2 separate regions of the Mus musculus genome follow, and region 2 is linked to region 1. The links are chromatin contacts, called in public Hi-C maps. All regions are on one chromosome and are shown on one strand. The core of a region is the stretch at or near the end of the contact, and the rest is flanking DNA. Distances in the headings are between cores, read along the strand shown. Region 1 holds the start of Mtx2 (metaxin 2). Region 2 overlaps Mtx2 (metaxin 2).

Region 1 (3,340 bases), core at 588-3,087:
TCCGGTATACTAAGTTTCTGGGCTAATATCCACTTATCAGTGAGTACATATCATTTGAGTTCTTTTGTGATTGTGTTACCTCACTCAGGATGATGCCCTCCAGGTCCCATGGTGTCTTTTAACATCAAAAACTTTCTATATTCTTATACAACCATTTCGATTATGGAATGTATACTCCATGTTTTGCTTAGAAACTCCTGCTATCCAATCTTACAAAAATAATACCCTGTATTTGCCCTTGTTTTTTTCCCTATTATTTTATTGTAAGTTCGTTTGTGCTACATTTAAATCTTTAATACATCGAGAATTAATTCATGCTATATTTTGACTTAGGAGCTGTTCCTATACTACTTTCTATTTACTGAACTATCTAGCTTTAAATATGTCCTACTACCATAACAGACCACTACAAGCACCTTAAGACAAATACAAACTTCCTGGGGATTTGTAAACTTCACTAACTGAGGTAGAATTCTGAACTTATCAAAAGTTTATCAAATACCATTTCTTGTTTTCTTGTTGAAAAGAAATCACACATTGGATATATACATTCAGAATACAAACATATACTGTGAAATGATTTATGACATAGTATCAGTCTAAAATAAACCACTGACCTCAAGTCAGAGGCCTGACTTTTTCAACCTCACTGATAAAGTCAGAGAGAAACATTACTTGAAATCTGTGTTATTTACTCAAGTCATGGGTATTTAAAGAGAACTGACAGACAGGTCCTAGGATACAATGGGAAACAAAATTCCCTGCTTTCATGAAGCTTACAATCTCTCTTCTATCCTCTCTCCTATAAAATGCTATTTTAAAGGAAATCTAAGTTCACACAAATTCAATACAATGGAAAGCGTTTCGAAAAGTTGATAACACATTATACTTTCATTTCCAATGTACTACTTTACCCCAAATACGACTGTTTATCTTAGTGACTATCTCCTCATTCGAACGTTGAAAACACTGCTGGAATTAACATTCATCCCATTAACTTGACTCTTTTTTTCTATCATAGCCACTTTCGCCAAAATAAAAACTTCAATACGAATGTGTGTGTGTGTGTGTGTGTGTGTGTGTCAAAAGATGTTTACTTTCTTTAAACTTCATGCCCATTAAGAATAATTCAAAGAATCCCACAGACTTTGCAAATGGCTTGGAGAACAACTCGGGTGACCCATCAACAACAGGTAAAGAAGGGCAGCTCAAGAGTGACAGTCACCTTAAACTTGAGAACCCAAGAGCAGAGAGGCTGCCCTATTCCCACGGAAACCTTGGGGGAGGCGAGGACCCAACCCGTGGCCACGCCCCCACCTCGATCCCCAGCCCCGGGCCTCCGCCACCTAAACCGCGGAGTCGGGGAACAAAGCGCCGCGGAGGGAGTGAGGTCAGGACTCTGTCCCTGCAGGGTGACCTTGGCCATGTGTCCTCAGTTTCCTCATCCAGAAAGTGAGGCCAAGCCTCCATGGCCGCTGCCGCCTCCACCCGGGCTGTAGACTCAGCACCCTCGACCCACGGCTACAGGGAAACTCCAGCCCTCCGCCTCCCCACGCGGATCCCCGCCGCCACCCACGCCGCCCCGTCGGCGCCCACACGGGCTACCTGCGATCTGGGAGACGAACGCTTCCGCCACCAGAGACATGTCGGCTGCGAGGTCCTGCGCGCGCGCCTGAGCTCCGCGGCGCTCGGCGCCCTCCCGCGCGACCTCGGCGGCCTTCCCCCGGCAGCTGACGAGCTTCGCTGGGCCAACGCTAAGACGAGCAGAGCTCACCTCGGCAGCGGTGGCTCGGCCCGCAAGGTTACCGCCAGGCCGACCAAGCACTTCCGGCGTCGCTGACAACGCGCGCCGGCACTTCCGGCTGCTCCGCCCCGCGCGCTCCGGACCTGCGAGAGCCCTAAGAGAGCAGGCTCTCTGGCTAGAGTCTTTTGGATTTGATTGCAACCTTTCAGCAGTTCAACAAGACAGAAACAGCTTCAAGAGGTTCAAGTGCCTGGTCTGGTTCTACTGGAGCCCAGAAACTCAGGAATTCTCTCAATTCCACTAACTGTAGGATTCGGGGTCCATAGACTGATATTAGTGTTGGTTATTTGTTCAAATGCGCTAGCCAGAAGGAGGCTTACACAGCTTGTGAGCTGAGACATAATTTAATCTTTCAACTCCAAGCACCCAAAATGAAGCTTGGAGAATAAAGCACTTCAATTACTTGTTTCTGAGTGTAGAAGGAACAAGAGTAAAAGGAAGGGCGCTAGATCCCTTGAATCTTTCCTCTTAGTCTAATCTTTTTTTTTTTTAACTATAGGTTACAATTGACCAAAAATCATAAATATTACAGAATTAGAAAATTAGAAGCATAAAGTTACACTTGATTTCAGAAATCATTTGGTGAGCCAAAGCCCCCTTTCGCTGATGAGAACATGGCTCGGAGAGGTGAGACGATGTTGTTGTGTGTGTGTGTCAGTGTATAGACCCAAGACAACTTTTGGTACTTAGTTCTCTCCAACCATGTGGGTTCCAGGGATCCAACTCAAGTCTTCAGGCTCGGTAGCATAGCCCATACACACACATGCATCAGCTTGTACAGTGGTCAGTGTCTCAGTACCTCTTCAGTTGCTCTCCATCCTCTATTTTGAGATAGGGTCTCTCACTGAGAATCTGGAGCACAAGGATTAGGCTGGCCAACAACACTCGGAACTTGGTCTGTCCCTGCCCACCTCCCACCCAACCCTAGAGTAAACTACTGTACCTGGCCTGCCTCTGCCTCCCGAGTGCTGGGATTAAAGGTGTGCACCACCACGCCTGGCGATTTTGTTTCTTGTCCACAGATCTCTGACCCTCCATTACAGTTTATTGTCTAAATTTCTGTTCATATACTTAAGTAGTATATTGCTTTCTTAGAGGTGCGGGACAGATTATCACACACTGGGTGTTTAAAACAACGGATGCATTTACTCTCTGGTTCTGGAAGCTAGAAGTCTGAGGTTAAAGTGTTGGCAAGACGATGCTTGCTCTCAAGGACATAGAAATAAATGTCCTTCCTCCATCTGCCCAGCTTCTAGGATTTCCAGGGTTCCTGGGCATTCCATGGCTTTAGACAAGTCATTTCCACCTTTGCTCCCACCATTAGGCAACATTCTCCCTTGCATCTGTTTGTCCAAACTTCTGTCTTCCACTGAAGGCACCAGCCAATGGATTAAGGCCTACTCATTTTTTTTATGACCTCTTCTTGGTTTTATCTGCAGAGCCAATTTGCAAATATGGTCACATCCATAAATACCAGAGGCTAGTATATAGAAGTCTTCTCAGAGGACATAAAATGGTAAGAAGTTTTGAAGAGTA
Region 2 (3,340 bases), core at 409-2,908, 48 kb before region 1:
ACACACACACACACACACACACACACACACACACACAGTGCAGGGTTTCCATGTGCTCATCGCAGGAATAAAAAGGTGGTGTGCTTCTTACACCACTCTAACCCTGCTGCCTTCACTGCTTCCCTCTCCAGGACCTGTAAGTTCTAAAAACAGCACTGCCTGTATCTTTATATCCCCAGTTCCTACTACAGTATCTGTGGTCTCCAGGATTTGCTGAATACATGGAGGAGAGAAAAGTAAGTACCCTGCAGAATGTGGAATCTTTTCCTATAACAACAGCTATTCACATCTTTTTACACTCTTCCCTCTTTGATGCAATGATGGAGTACTATATAAAGTGAGACGTTCAACCTGGCACATGCCTGAAACTGCCAGACTCAGGCCCAACTCAGTAATACTGTAAATTCAAGGTGATCTTGGGCTATACAACAAATTCATATCTAAAAACAAAATAAAGTGAAAATGTGCAATCCATGGGCATGTTTAAGAAGGCAGTCAAAAGGGTAACATATTCTTTAAAAATCACAAATGTCCTTGGACTTAATAGCACCATAATTTTTTCATCATAACCAGAGAATCAATAACAAGTAGATCCTTATAATGAACCAAGGACACAAGCGGATAAATGTATGGTTAAGGCACTTCACTAGAAGTTATACAAACACTAACTTTCCTACATCGCTGACACATTTCATAAACAGAGCTCTTGCAAGTGGGAGCTACTTTTCTCAATCTCAGTTCAGTGTCACTCGCCCTGCACTTCTTGCATGAGGTCAACTGTGGTCAGAAGGACCCTTAAGTGATCAACATGCCACATGCTGTAAGTACCTACTTGTAAACTCCACAGGTGCCAAATGGACATGAACATACAGAACTGATGGTGTTAGATAGATAGCTACTTTACAGTTGCTTTTAAAATCTATGAGTAAATAGGTTATACAAACTGAAGCAAACACGTTATCAAAGCACACTTTTTATAATCCTTAAAATTTAAGAAAATGTCTCCTGGCTGGCCTGGAACTTTCTATGTAAACCAGCCTAACCCCAAACGCACAAATTCACCTGCCTCTGCCTTCCAAGTGTTGAGATTAAAGGCATTCACTCTCATGCCCAACAAGCCCTACAAATTTCAGTGACTCATATAAAATGATTCTGATTTTTATAAATTACCAATTCCTACAATTCCTTTTTTAAAAAAAGAAGTACCCTTGTGAGACTGGCAAGATGGTTCACAGGGTTAAGATACTTGCTGTCTGCCCAGCCTGATGACTTGAGTTCTATCCCAGGAACCCACGTAAAAAAATCAACTTCTCCAGGTTGTCCCCTGACCTCCACACCTGCCCCCTGGCACACGGTCATGCCCCCTACCCACCCCTGTGACACACAAATAAATACAATTTAATTTTTCTGAAATAAAGTATACTTTATTTTAGTGACTATGTAACTATATGTATTTCCTAAAACTCATAAAACTCATAGCCATAAAAATGCCAATTTTATTAAAAGCGAATTATGCAACCACCCCCAAAAGAGGCAAAAATTCAGAAAAACCTGCAGCTCTTATGAAATACAAGTGCAAAGCAACAGCACCACACTTATGCGAGAGAGATGGCTCAGCAAGCAAAGGCAACGGCTGCCGCGCCTGATAATCCAAACCCAAGCCCTGGGCCTCACACTGTAAAACGAGAGAACCAACTCCCAAAAGCTATACTCTGAATGTCACACGTCATAGCACAACGCATGATCCCTGCACACACACACATAAATGTAAAAAATTTTCACAAATTGACTTTACTTATCACATCTATAATATTGTTGGATCATGCCACGACCATCATGTACCTGCTCTTAAATTTCTTTGTTATAAAATGAAGGAGAAAAGCCACTTTCCATTCTTGTGCCTGAAGGGGTCTTTGTGGACTGTGATAAGGGTATGCGTGGGTTTGGATGAGTGTGTGTGCACCCATGCGCAAATTCTCTTCCTATGATCTTTAAGATATTTCAAATGTATTATTGCTTTTATCTTTGCAGACTTTTTATTAGAAAAATATTCTAGGATGATATATTCTTAAAGTCTTACTGCTACCTTATCTTGAATCATCATTATCATTTCAGTTAGATATTTAGTCTTTCATTTGAATATCAAAATGAAAACAGTGCTATAAAACGTGAACATTTTCCTAACCCTTTCCATTTAAAATATTTCTCCTGCCCATTCTTTTTTTCTTTATTTATTATTATTTTGTTTTTTTCTCTGATATCCTTTATAGTATCATCTAAAACTATTCCAACACTATTAATTTTGTCTAGGTGTCTCCTAATGTTTTTTCAAATGTTATTTATTTTGCCATCTCTTCATATTCCTAGAAATAATACCACACATGCAAAAACAGTGAGCTTCAAACTTGTCACTAAGGCTTGTAAAATCAAAGTACTTGCTGTCTTCTTTCTCAATTTCTGTTCTTGCTGCAAGATCTCAACTTCTTTTTCTTCTCTTAAAAACAAGCAAAAATAATTTGGTTTCGTTTACAAGACTTTTCTCAACATCTTCAGTAGGTAAGTCAAAATTAGAAAGTAAAAGTAGGGTACAAAGAAAAAGAATCTGTCACCATTCAGTATATGTGAGAGCCAAGGGTAGATAGATTTCAAGGCCTCCAATTTAGAATCTAATTTATTTTTCTCAAGTGAATGTCTTCCTACTTACGATACTGTGTCTCACAAAGAAATGACTCCCACCACAGATAAAGAAATGAGAAAAAGTTTTACCATAACAAAATAAAATTACAAGTTCCCTTTTCCTAAATGTAGTTTCCTTTCATCTAATATTGATCAAATGATGGGCAGTCAGGCATGGGATGCGCATGGTGGGCTAAGCGAGAACAAGCATGAGTCTGAGGTCAGCCTGGGCTACAAAGCAGGTTCTAGAGCTGCACAGTAGTAGCCTTATCTCCAAAACCTAAATAAAAGGATTAGGTACAAATAAAAATTAAATATAGTCCTCACTCCTAATTATTGGTTAATAAAAAACATCTGGCTAGTCCTAATTATTGGTTAATAAAAAACATCTGGCTAAGTATCACATAATGTAGAATTTTTAAATACCTACTTTTTATATACCAATTATCAAACACATGTCTTGCTTTTGCAACTGTTTAAATTTCAATCTTTTGTAGGTCTAAATATAACCTATTAACAAAATATCTTTTACTTTCCTCTAAATCACATGCCAAAAAACCCAAGTTGCCAACACTTTGACAATGACTTTAACTAATAATTATTCTCCTACTCTCTCCAAAAAATAGCAAGTGCAAGAAAACTCATTGATGAACAAGAATAATAC

What was found. Hi-C and Micro-C count contacts between places; a contact is called where the count stands out from the background.
Region 2: a contact with region 1 is called in a Hi-C map of the G1E-ER4 cell line, with 2.3 times the contacts expected there. The contact joins the enhancer-like site here to the promoter of Mtx2 in region 1. A contact is called at or near these places in 5 of 39 promoter capture datasets (the 3T3-L1 cell line, 3T3-L1-derived adipocytes, the HPC-7 cell line and 2 more), 7 of 484 Hi-C or Micro-C datasets (the 3T3-L1 cell line, 3T3-L1-derived adipocytes, the G1E-ER4 cell line and 3 more), 6 of 115 datasets of contacts at active chromatin or transcription factors (the HPC-7 cell line, the SCID.adh cell line, bone marrow-derived macrophages and 1 more) and 1 of 9 other capture datasets (adipose tissue).

Annotation. Positions count from the first base shown.
Region 1 is chr2:74,824,309-74,827,648 of GRCm38.p6, reverse strand. Mtx2 (metaxin 2) reads right to left here and starts at 1,837. Exons shown (of 10, transcript NM_016804.4): 1 at 1,606-1,837. The coding sequence starts at 1,645.
Region 2 is chr2:74,872,564-74,875,903 of GRCm38.p6, reverse strand. All of the region lies in intron 9 of Mtx2 (metaxin 2), which reads right to left. Among named protein-coding and RNA genes, the nearest start is that of Mtx2, 48 kb to the right of the region's middle. Within about 2 kb of position 1,658, at least 2 of the 459 cell types and tissues checked have an H3K27ac peak or open chromatin away from gene starts, as enhancers often do. A contact at or near this core is called in the G1E-ER4 cell line, where this site is marked.